Linked DNA regions of Sus scrofa: all the other regions are linked to region 2. The links are chromatin contacts, called in public HiChIP or PLAC-seq maps. All regions are on one chromosome and are shown on one strand. The core of a region is the stretch at or near the end of the contact, and the rest is flanking DNA. Distances in the headings are between cores, read along the strand shown.

Evidence for each region. HiChIP or PLAC-seq counts read pairs in DNA pulled down with a chosen protein or histone mark.
Region 1: an H3K27ac HiChIP or PLAC-seq map of alveolar macrophages shows a contact between it and region 2. The contact joins the promoter of DLD here to the promoter of PNPLA8 in region 2. A contact is called at or near these places in 2 of 5 promoter capture datasets (fetal skeletal muscle and liver), 1 of 47 Hi-C or Micro-C datasets (embryonic fibroblasts) and 2 of 2 datasets of contacts at active chromatin or transcription factors (alveolar macrophages and skeletal muscle).
Region 3: an H3K27ac HiChIP or PLAC-seq map of alveolar macrophages shows a contact between it and region 2. The contact joins the promoter of CBLL1 here to the promoter of PNPLA8 in region 2. A contact is called at or near these places in 1 of 5 promoter capture datasets (liver) and 2 of 2 datasets of contacts at active chromatin or transcription factors (alveolar macrophages and skeletal muscle).

Annotation. Positions count from the first base shown.
Region 1 is chr9:107,640,545-107,644,690 of Sscrofa11.1, reverse strand. DLD (dihydrolipoamide dehydrogenase) reads right to left here and starts at 2,562. Exons shown (of 14, transcript NM_214062.1): 1 at 2,461-2,562; 2 at 900-978. The coding sequence starts at 2,499.
Region 2 is chr9:108,318,142-108,322,015 of Sscrofa11.1, reverse strand. PNPLA8 (calcium-independent phospholipase A2-gamma) reads left to right here and starts at 1,442. Exons shown (of 10, transcript XM_021063575.1): 1 at 1,442-1,888.
Region 3 is chr9:107,453,427-107,457,658 of Sscrofa11.1, reverse strand. It overlaps CBLL1 (E3 ubiquitin-protein ligase Hakai), which reads right to left and starts at 1,398. Exons shown (of 6, transcript XM_003357515.4): 1 at 1,025-1,398. The coding sequence starts at 1,037.

The DNA of each region.
Region 1 (4,146 bases), core at 1,313-3,812, 680 kb after region 2:
TCCATTAAGCATGCAAAAACGTCATCTCACCTTCTAAACATTGTTATAAACATTGTTAAGCAACTAACACACTCAACCTTACCTTTTTTATTTTATTTTTATTTTTTGGCTGCCCCACAGCACATGGAGTTCCCAGGCCAGGGATCAGACCCAAACCACAGTTGCAGTCTACACTGCAGCTGTGGCAACCCTGGATCCTTTAACCCACTATGCCAGGCCAGGGATCGAACCTGTGTCCCTGGCGCTGCAGAGACCCCACGACCACTCCTGTTGTGCCACAGTGGGAACTCCCAGAATTAACTTTTTAATGTAAACATAGAATTGCTCCCCTGCTCAAAACCCTTCAGTGGTTTCCCATCACTCTTGGGAGTAAAATCCTCGCCTGGCTCATAAAACCCTCCACAATCTGATCTCTGCCTGCTTTTCTGATTTTACACTCTACTGGTCTCTGCTCCAGCTACACTGGCCTTCCTGTAATTCCTTAAACCTCACAAAATAATTCACTTCAGAACCTTCCCACTGCTGTTTCCCTCTGCCTGAAACAATTTTCTTACTCTCTCACTTCCTCAGGCCCTTGCACAGAAAAGTCCTGACAAAACAGTCAGTCGCCTTTCCTCATAATCACCAACTACGTGATTTTCAATCCCTTCCCCAAATTTTTCCCTATGTGTGTACCATTCGTCTTTTATCACCAGACCATAAACTGCATAATACTAGGGCTTTGCCTAGTTTACTACCTGGAACACAGTAGGTGCTCAATAAACATTTAAGTTAATAAATATAAGAACAAATGAGTCCTATGACTGATTATTATTACTTGAATATTCACTTGCTTTTACACTGAAACACAAAGGAAATATGAACTAATTTGAGGAAAACCTATTTTTCTAAGTACTTACTTGGTTGATCTGCATAAGTTCTCAGCGGCACTGCAGAAACTCCTTGCAGACCATGAGCTATTCGATTAAAATGGCCCCTCTGAAAGAAAAAAAATATTCCTATTGTGTAAAACAGGAATTCAAAACAGAAACTACTGAAGGTCCGTGAAAACAATGAATTTGGGCAAATATATCAAGCAACGATTACTAATTTATCTTCCACTGCCACACAGAAATTACATATCAATTTCTCCCCTTCTGTAACAACAATCAGCTTGCCATACTTTTTACTATGAATATTCAACAAACCGTCTCACATTTAACCTAATTCAAATATGTTACTCAATGGTGTTACACTTTATTGAATTCTCAGAAAGCATGGCTAATTTTTAGTGCCACGAATCATTTTAATGTCATAATTAAAGTTTTTAAAGTTGCAGCTTAAGTACTTGAATAATCTGCATTACGACAATCCTTTGATATGTAACTATCGTTTACTAACTCAAATCTACCATGTAAAGTCTATGAAGATATTCCTGAACTGCCCACCAGGAATAGAAAATGAGACAAGATGCCTTAGGAAAATGCACTAATGTACTCATATTCAAGAGCTATTACAGTTCTCCAAACTGGATCTCAATCTCCACAACCTCTAAATACGGATGGCTACTATCTCCTAAGAATGATGAGGCACAAAAAAACACAGCAAATGGCTCCTACGACAGCACGTAGATAGGAGGCAGTGACAAAACCTACACCGATCTAGTAATGTTGTCTATTCCAAGGCAATTCTTGCACCTGAGGTCCCTACAGAGGACAAAGAACAAGTGACTAAATAGCAATCCTGAGTTTTAGCCCCAGCTCTGCCTCTCAAAGTATAAACTCTGACACACGTTACATTAACTTTGGGGCACACATGCTACTCATCTTTGAAACAAAGACAAAGGAGTTTGATCGCTGCATAACTTTTAAAGTCTCCATCAATATAGTATTCGGCCACGATTCCACATATGTACCGTCTGGCTGTATTTGGTACACAGATGAAAAGGGAAAGCTATATTGACCATAACTCCTATAATAAAATATAAATGCTTCTACGAAAAAAGCCAATAGACGTTAGCTTAAAGCAGCAGGCACTGAAGGTATCTTTGAGGAATTCCTAGAGCTACCCGCTGGGGGCTGACCCGGTCTGGTTCTTTCAAGCGGTAACCCCAAAGTTACCTGCCCACTGCACAAAAGCCACTCAAGAGCCAGGATTAGGAAAAGGTACTAAGAGTTAACCAAAAGGTGCTAAGGCGACACATACTCCCCGCCGTCCCAAGATCCCATAGGCCAGCTGGGGGCTTGGGAGGTGACCATGTGCAACTGCTGACCACCACACAACTGAAAGGGCCTCCCCACAGCCCGGGCCTTTGCTTCCCAGCCTCCGTCCGGACTATGCCGGTTCAGGGGCGGAACCGCTGGTGGTCTCGGCCCGGCCGCCTGCCGCTCCCACACCCACCACTTAGGTAGCGTTCGGGACCGCGTCACCGGGCCTCTCTGCACCTCTGGCTCATCACGAACCTACCCAGTCGGTCCTCACCTTGGCCAAGGTACAGTATACACGACTCCAGCTTTGCATCTTGCCGCTGTATTGGCCTTTGCGCCAACTCCTTCACCTCCGCTAAGCACCTCCGCCGACTCGCCAAGGTCTTCCCGGCCTGCGCATGCACGAGCGCGCCTACGTTATCGGTCCGGAGCAGCGCGATTGGCCCGCGAGGGGGGTGCCGTCCGGCTCAACGTCGTACACTGTCGTAAGGAGCATAGTGCTTTGTGGTAGCAGGGAATGAGGGACCATTTTAGGGATAAAAGAGTGCTGGGGGTTACAGAGTGCGCTTGTTTTTGGAAAGTGGAGTAACTAAAGCTAAGGTTTGCTTAATGCACGGTGCAGAAAGTAAAGCTTCACAGGTTCTTTGTTGTGTTAGGCTGAGGAATCTCAACATTGTCCGGGCCTTATCTCACTTTTGTCCTTAACTATATGAAGGATTACTAGTATTTCCACTTCTTAGATGAGGGCCTGAAAGATTAAACAATACCCTCAAGGTCTCACAGGGGACCGGTAACTGCAGCCCTGAGGTCAAAGCTTTTCATCCTAATTCCTGCTTTATAATTCCTCCTGTAGATCAAAGGCCATATAAAAGATGGGGTCACATACTTTGGTATCACCAGCATTCTGCTCTAAGTAAACTACCTGGCAATACGTAGAAAACACACTTTTCCCTGCCGCCTCAGTTGGGAGACACATCTCCTTGTCAGAGCAAATAAGAATGGGTGGGGTGGTGGATGAGGTTACAGGTTCTCACATGAGACAATGGAAAAATATTGTCTTCAAGGCTGAGCACAGAAACCTAAAGTCTGATTTTTGCTTTGCCATAACTATACATGGGATAAAATTTAACTCTGTCTTGAAAGTTTACTGCCCAGGCGCTATTCCGGGCTCTGTGAATTTAAATACTAATTAGAAATTACTCCCTACCTAGTTAAGCTGCTTTAGGGGAAAAGATAATGATCTTTAGTGTTTGCTACAGAGGCTACTACTTGTCATTCAATATCCATTTTCCCTGTGTTTTCCTCTATACATAAGTATTTTGGCCATCTAAACCATTTTCATGGTTTTAGCACCCACAGACATACACTGATAACTCTTATATCCTTAGCTCCTGTCTCTACTTCTCTCCTGGTCTCCAATTCCATATTTTCAGCTGTCTACTGAACACATACAAGTGGGTGGTCCTGCCACCATCTCAATTTTAACTACCTAATATCTAATACATTAAATACATATTTGCTCCTTTATGATTCATGATGCCTCCAAATGCCAGTCATACATAATACAAAATGTTATAGTCATTCTTTTTTTTCAGTCTTTTTAGGGCTGTACCCACGGCATGTGGAGGTTCCCAGGCTAGGGTCCCAACTGGAGCTGTAGTTGATGGCCTACACCACAGCCACAGCAATGCCAGATCCTTAACCCACTGGGCAAAGCCAGGGACTGAACCTGCCTCCTCATGGATGCTTGCTGGGTTTGTTAACTGCTGAGCCACAGATGGGAACTCCTATAGCCATTTTTAGCTCTTTTCTTTATCTCAGTATCTAAAGGGTCACTGTTTTAGTTGACTGCATCCAGAAGCAGACCTGGAGTGAAATGAGTTTGTTGGACAGATGATCCAAGAAAGCTTCAGCAGGGAATGGGAAAGAGATGGAAATGATTTCAGTTACATTAATGAGT
Region 2 (3,874 bases), core at 193-2,692:
TCCTGTTAAGTGGTCATGCCAAGAATCACCCCTACCCTTTGTGTCCCCTCTTAGTAATTTTCCATTCACCGGCCCCTCTCACTCTGCTTCTTGGCTCTACATCTCCAGATGTCTCTGTTGTATTGGTAGTTGAGCCCAATCTCTCCCCAGTTATGAAAGTCTTGACACTTTTGGAATAGTCTTGAGTGAAGTCTTCCCTATTGTTAACAAGTAGAATTTTTTTTCTTTAACAATGAGGAGAAACATCTGTCTAGAATTAGTTACTTCCATATACCTCCAAAGTTTAATTTGTGCCTACACCTTTTAACTATTGTATGGCTACACAACATGTCTAGATCATTCACTGCAGGGGCATATCAGGGATTATGATGTACACAATCCAGCCATTTGTGCCCCAAGATCCTAACAAGCTGGCGCCCTTGCCTTAATTTAAAAAAAAAAAAAGTGGAGTTCCCGTTGTGGCGCAGTGGTTAACGAATCCGACTAGGAACCATGAGGTTGCGGGTTCGGTCCCTGCCCTTGCTCAGTGGGTTAACGATCCGGCGTTGCCATGAGCTGTGGTGTAGGTTGCAGACGCGGCTCGGATCCTGCGTTGCTGTGCCTCTGGCGTAGGCCGGTGGCTACAGCTCCGATTCGACCCCTAGCCTGGGAACCTCCATATGCCGCGGGAGCGGCCCAAGAAATAGCAACAACAACAACAAACAACAAAAGACAAAAAGACAAAAGACAAAAAAAAAAAAAGTATAAATCACACAATTTCTTCCTTAAACACTTAACAATAATCTTACAAGGGGCTAAAGCATTAACACTCGGACATGGCAGGCCTAGAAAAAAGAATTTGCTTTGGTAACATTTTGAGGTTACGGTCTAGTAAAGACTGCTTTTCTAGGTTTTCTAATCTCAACTTAAAGGAAACTATCGTAACTACCCAAAATTTCTGCTGTAGCATGAAAGCTTCTTGACATATAAAGAAGTAGCCATGGCTATGCTCTAAAAAAAAAAAAAACAAAAACAAAAAAAACCCTTTTTTTAAAGGACAGCGAAATCTGAATTTCGTGTCATTGTCATGTATCCCAAAACAGTCTTTTATTTTTATTTTCTAACCACTGAAAAATGTAAAAACCATTCCTAGCTTACAGACTACAAAAACGGACATTTGGTAGGATTTGCCCACTGAACTTAGGTAGTTTACAGACTTGGTATACATAAAACATCAGGACTCACAAAATAAGTTAGGCGTGGGACCTTTTTGGGGGAGAAAAAAACCCAGCAAGCTTCACAGGCTAATTTCCAATAGGATAATGTATGTGAAAGCGCTTTCCAGCGACCAGTAGCCAAGCCTAGATATCGTGAGAGCCCAGAGCGATAAGGACCCTGCCCCTGTCACTCATCACCTTCCAGATGGCTGGTGACGACGGAAACCCTTAGGAAAGGACAGAGCGCTGAGGGCGCTTTCAGAGACACGGAGATGGAGGCTCTGAGGACTGAGGATGGAAGCCTGCAAAGAAGCACGCGAAGCAACGCACACTACCCTCGCCTGCCGCCAAGCGGCACCTCTCCCAGATGCGAGCAGACGCGTGCACGCAAGCACGCCTCCCGCCCAGCGCTCAGCAGTGCTCTATTGCGCATGTCTGGGGAGGGGGCGGAGCGACAACTGACAGGCTGCCAGAGGCCCCAGTAAGCAGAGGAGCTCCTCCCCGGCTGGCGAGTAGGCACGGGCTGCCCGTGCGTCACTTCCGCTGGGGCGGGACGGAGCTGGGCGGGGGGGTGACCCGGCTGCTGCTCCCTGTTTGTGTTGGCTCAACTGATGCGGGCCGGCGGAGAGGACGCCGGTGCCGGGAAGAGGCGCGACACCACTGCCGCCGAAGTAATTGCGGCCTGCGTCCGGGTAAGTGGTCCCTGCGGGCCGGCGGGATGATAGGCTAAGGGAGATGGCAGCCCGGGCGCCCTGGCCACTCGTCTGGCCCTCCAGGTCTTATCTCTTTTCCGAGGGCGCATCCAGAGCAAGAGCGCGGGGAGACGCCCGGCTCTGAGGAGGTCCCAGAACCCAGGCTCCCTAAGGCGGAGGGGCCCCCAGCTCCCAGGACTGGGTGGTGCGAGATGCTCTCCACCTGCTGTGCCCCTGTGCTGCTTTGCTGGTCCAGAGGCGCAGACTGTTTTGGTTTTTCTGGTCCCGCCCCGCGCTTCCTGTCCCACCCCCACGACTCCCTGCCTAGTTTCTCCGAGTCCTTTTGGCTTCCCGTGGACGGTAGGGTTCTCCAGCAGTTCCCCGGTGACTGTCAAAACGGTTTCCCTATTCTGCATCATTTTGGACTGTCAGTGCACCGGATGAATCGGCTGCTCCATGTTTTTATTTATCGGCACTTTCTTTGAAACGGAACTCTATCCGCGACTGCTGTGGCTTAAGCAGCTTCAAGTGTGTGTTTTAAAAAGGTGAAGTTTGTGAATCATTGTGTTGCCGTTCTTCCCGTCATTGTCATGTCTGTCGTCATGCTGGGAGGAACCTGGTTTCTACGCCTAATGCAGTAATAACTTTAAAAAGTGTTGACACCTAGGAAGGACTTAGAAGAGTCGTGGTATGAGGAACTATTCTATAATCCTATTTAAAGCGGTGTTTTTACTACTAGTCACAGATACATCCTGATCTACAGTCCCAGTTACTGAGATTTCCACGACAAAAAGTATGTTTTAGTGTACTGGGAAAATGCTAAGACAGTGAAATAGTAAGAATTTTTTAATTTGAGAGGTTTTTTTTTTTTTTTTAAATATATTACCCTGTGAACCACGTTTTCTGCCTCTTATGAGGCAGGTGTTTCATGCTCATTGTAGTTATTTTGTTAAATTGCTTCTGCAGATTAGTTGTACTTGGAATATAAGAACACGATCTTATTTCGTAATTTTTATTAAACCTTTTCTCAACGTTGATCTTGTTTTCTCTATCAGATCTAAATTAAAATCTTGAAAGCAGTGTCCTATTAACAAGTGAGGCTGGATGAAAAGATCAGTTTCACTAGTTTATATAGTTACTCCCTTCAAGTATAAAGTTAATCAAGTCACATCTCATACTTTGAGTTGTTTTCTTGCTTAGTAATAATGACAGAAGTTTCTGCTGAAGGGTACATACCGCTTGGCTTGTGCAACATACATTTGTGAAAAGGTCATAGTTCTGACCTTTCTTTCCTGTGTCTTATATTTTACTTCGTCCATTATCCGTTACATTTTAGAGCATGCTTCCATCACACTGAATTTTTCTGGATATCTTTTCTCCTGTGTTTTTTTGTTTCCTCGGGGGCCTACCTCTTCCTAACTTTGAATGGCAGTCAAGGCTCTACCCTTGTTCTGTGTACCCCAGAATTTTAAAATTTGAAACCCAAGGAATACTTTAGGAGTTCCATGAATCTCCTGAAAAGTCTTGGTGTTTATATGCAAATAACCATTTTTCAAGGAAGAGGAGCTTTAATCAAGTCTGTGATCCCCAGATTCTCAGGAGGTATTACTGTACACCCTTCTTTGGTGAATCCAGTCTTATGGTTGTAACTGTCACTGTGATAATAAGTCCAAACATACACAGTCTGTGTTCCTCTAGTACATCTCCATTTGAATATCCCACTGTCACTTCATCCTGTAAATCCGAGGGATTTTTATTAAATTGGCCCCCTTCCCAGTTACCGCACATCCACAAGTGTCATTCTCCCTGTTTCTCTGATTAAAAACACTTAAGTTGTTTTGACACTTCTGTCTCTTTATCCCGTTCTTTCCTGTCAGGAAGTCCTGCGTTTTGTTGTTTACCCATTTTGAAAGTGTGGCTCGGAGTAAACCTCATCTCCATTATAGTACTATTACCTTAATCCAAACCCTTGTCACTTTATGTCTG
Region 3 (4,232 bases), core at 149-2,648, 860 kb after region 2:
TCCTAGTAGTCTTTACCATGGCACCCATTTATTTTCTTTAAAGCAATCATAATCTGTAAATATTTAAGTTTTGGGTTTTTTTTTTTAAAACTTATTATGTCTTTCCCAACAGTACCTAACCTCAAAAAGAACATAGACTCAGTGTATCTTGTTTACCATTCCATCTTCAGGCCTTGAAGAGTGTGTGTAAGATACACGTACAAAATTAAGTAGGTAGCTGATGACAGAGGACATCCCGACTAATAGTTAATACTGGAAAAAGCCTTCTCTAAGCCTAGATATAACCATACGGAGCAGTGTCTAACTCCAAAGGTACTCATTCAATATCCAAAAAACACAAGGAAGCAAAAGCCAAAAGACACACAACAAAGAGTGGAGCCATTCTTACTTGGAGAAAAGGATGAGAGTATCTTGATTTTAAGCTCAAGATTGATGGTTAAGGACCACAGCCGAAGAGCGGGGCACGCTTTTGGCTTAAGCAGAAAAGCTGCTCCCGGTATGATTCCGAAAACCATATCCGACTCCCTTCTCCCACCTCTAGTCCATGAAAGACCAAGCGGTGACCACCGCAGCACCCGCCCAAAGCTGACTGAGACAGCAGGAAGTCTCCAATCCACTCTCGCGCAACGACTCCCAGTTCAATGAGGCTTCCCCGACTCCGAGATTGGAATCTACCCGCCAGTCCCCATAACGTAGGGCACGGCACCCAGAATGAGGAAAAAAAGAGCCGGCGCTCTCTCCTCCCCGCGTGGCCTGCGCCGCCCGCTGTCCCAGCTCGGAGCTTAGCAGAAACAGAAAAGGAACGGCTGTTGCCGGCACTGAGGCTGTAGGTACCACACCGGAGGGTAGGCCGGGAAGTAGCAGGCCCTGGCCGGACACGGAAAAGGGTCTGTGAGATTTCTTTTTCCCCGCGACACCTCAGTGCTGTGGGGCGAGCGTAACCCCTCTATGCCGGCTGGGCGACCAGTCCCAGGCCGGCCAAGGGGGCATGGAACCGGGACCCCCACTGCCTCCGCCTCCTTACCAGTGTGATCCATGATTCGGCTCGCGGGGCACAGTGGGAGCGGAAGTCAACGGCGCCGGAGTCGCAGGGAGCGCGTGCGCGCTACCTTCCGGAGCCCGAGAGGCGGAAGTGCGACCAGCTCGCCCAGGCTGGGGCCCTTAAAGACGTCTTCCTCTCTCCTTGGCTAGCCGACTCCGGTGAGAGAGTCAGGCATAGTTCAGGCAGAGCGAGAGAGAAAGAGCGAGTACGCGAAAGGCTACACTGTCGAGACTGCTAAAGCTTCCTCTCATGTGCTTCAAGAGGGAGTAGCCTTTAACTGTGGAATGGAGACCGACCGGAACCTAGGAGGAGGGGAGCAGCAGTAGCCACAGAACTAAGCTCGCGGCAGGTAAAGCGGCCGCCCGCTCCGCAGAGCTTTGCCTTCTGGGATATGTAGTGCGCCGCGACACTGGAGCCGGCCGGGCCCACTGCGCAGGCTCGGCCGTTAGGCTGGCCCCACCCCGGCGGGCGGAGTAACGGTTTGGAATCCCCCTGAGTCCGCGAGCGGAGGTCTCCTCCCCCACGGCCAGGAAAACTGTAAACACGAGCTCTGCGCAAGGCGTTCTCCAGTGGGAGGATGCCCGGGGGAAGGTGGAGCTGTGTGAGGCTCTCAGCAAAGCAAGAAAGGCTCTATGCTTACTGTCTACATTTTGCTTTGTCGTGAAGAACTGCAGAGATCCACGCAGAGCTGACTTGAGTATCAGCCCTGATTCCCACCCATTTCTAACGCTTGATGAGCATTCATTTTCTAGGCAGAACGCTTGTGGGGCTAGGATCCCTCCGAACATCCCGCCTAAGGACTGGATGCAGGGCCAGCTGGAGGGCAGGTGCCATGCAGCCGCTTCTTGTTAGAGGAAAGCGGGGACTCAAGTGCATGGTGGAGCTGAGGGTGAGGAGAGCATGTTAGGGCTGGCCGTAGGGGAGAGGTGAAAGAGGAAAGGCTTAAATGAGGAAGAGATAGCAGCATGGGCAGTACCTAGTTCCAGTTCTTGGTCCCGGGGGTTCGTGGTTGCTGCCGCTTTCATCGTCCTCAGCTGAAACAAAAGGCAGGTGCCCAAGAGGGATTCCTGAGGGCCTTCAGTTGGGTCTCCACTTCCAGGCCCTGGCGCATCTGTGTTCACTCCCTTCTCCACCCTTTCACACTTGACGGTCTTGGATGAGTAGAAAGGAGTGCAATTAGTGGAAAACACAAGCTGGGAGTCCAGGGATTTGGGTTCTATTCTTGTTGTCTCTGGGTGACGACAGCATTACCTCGTGTTATTCAGGCTTTCAATGCCAGAGTTCCTAGATCAGAGATTATCGTATTGATCTTTTAGAGAAGTACTTTTGATCTCATGGAGACAGCAGTGAGTGATGGCTTGGAGCAAAATCTTTAATTCTCCGCTCAGGAATTGAACCTGGGCAGCCTGGATGAAAACCGGGAATCCCAGCCACTAGACTAGCAGAGGCTGAAAGCAGAATTGCCCTGATTCTTGCTCCTTGTTGAAAGCAGAGATTTTAAAGGTATAAAGTTTATTGTTGGAAACAGTACAACATGTGGGAGAGCACACAGAATTTTTTTTTTTTTTTTTTTTTTTTTAAGGCCACACTGGCAGCACATGGAAGTTCCCAGGCTGGGGTTGATTCAGAGCTATAGGTGCCAGACTACACCACAAACGCAGGATCCAAGCCTCATCTGTGACCTAGACTGCAGCTCAAGGCAACACCAGCTCCCCCACCCACTGAGCAAGGCCATGAATCCAACCCATATCCTCAAGGATACTAGTCAGGATTCGTTCTGCTGTGCCACAGTAGAAACTCTGAGAATTAATTTATCTCAGGCAGAGGTAAAGTTATAATACACACCCAAAGAGTGAGGGTGTGGCTGTCCCTGAATGAGGAGCTTGCCAGAGAGGTGATTTAAACCACTTATATGGGCAGTTCTGCCTTTGCCCAATTATCTTTTTTTATCTTTCACACCTGATCAGACCCAGGGCCCTCCCCTGATCTGGGTGTGCATCTTTTGGAAAGATGGATTCCAAAGCAAGGCATGATGAGGTTATCTAAACTAATTATAGCCTGGTACCCCTTTCCCTTTCTGACCCAGAGGGGTCTCCCTGACTCTGAGGATGGGGAGTATGTGCCCTCTTGGTCTTTTGTCCAAGCAGGGCCCAGCCCCCTCTTTTGATCCTGTTATTACCGTTTGCTTAACAAGTTCACAGAAGACAAGTACCAGTTATTTGCCTTGTGCCTATTGTTATTTCTGTCTTGAAGTATATGTAGATAGGTGGCTGGCTATAAATGCTGGTGCTGGAGCCCACCTATCTCCTGCCTCAGGAGATGCAAATAAGAGGCTAGTTGTACCTATCACCTGCCTCAAGAAGTATGTACGGAATTCCAATTGTGGCTTAGCAGTAACGAATCTGACTAGTATCCATAAGGACACGAGTTCAATACCTGTCCTCCATCAGTGGGTTAGGGATCTGGTGTTGCCGTGAGCTGTGGTGTAGGTCACATATGCAGCTTGGATCCCGCATTGCTGTGGGTATGGTGTAGGCCGGCAGCTACAGCTCCAGTTCCACCCCTGGCCTGGGAACCTCCATATGCCTCAGGTGCAGCCCTAAAAAGCCAAAAAAAAAAAAAAAAAAAAGGAGGGGTAAATAAGAGACTAGTAGCAAATGTCTACCCTGGAGCCCTTCTATCTCCTGGCTCAGTTTCATGGTGCTGAATTCCAAATAAAGTATGTGTAACAATGTGCTGTATCTGTACAGTTAAACAGCAAGAGCTTAATGTGAGCAACATTGGATCTTTTATTTTTTATTTTTATTTATTTATTTTGCTTTTTAGGGCCACACCCCTGGCATATGGAGGTCCCCAGGCTAGGGGTTGAATCAGAGCTACACCTACCTGCCTAAGCCACTGCAATGCCAAATCGGAGCCTCATCTGCAACCTACACTATAGCTCATAGCAATGCTAGATCCTTAACCTACTGAGCGAGGCGAGGCCAGGAATCAAACCTACAACCTCATGGTTCCTAGTAGGATTCATTTGGACGGGAACTCCGGGACCTTTTTAAAGACGTCCCCCACTATATCTGCACCTTTCTAAACAAGTGATTTTTTGGGTTTTATTTTTAATTCTTTTGGCCGCCAAAGCATATGAAGTTCCTGGGCGAGGGATCAGATCCCAGCTGCAGTTGCAAACTATGAG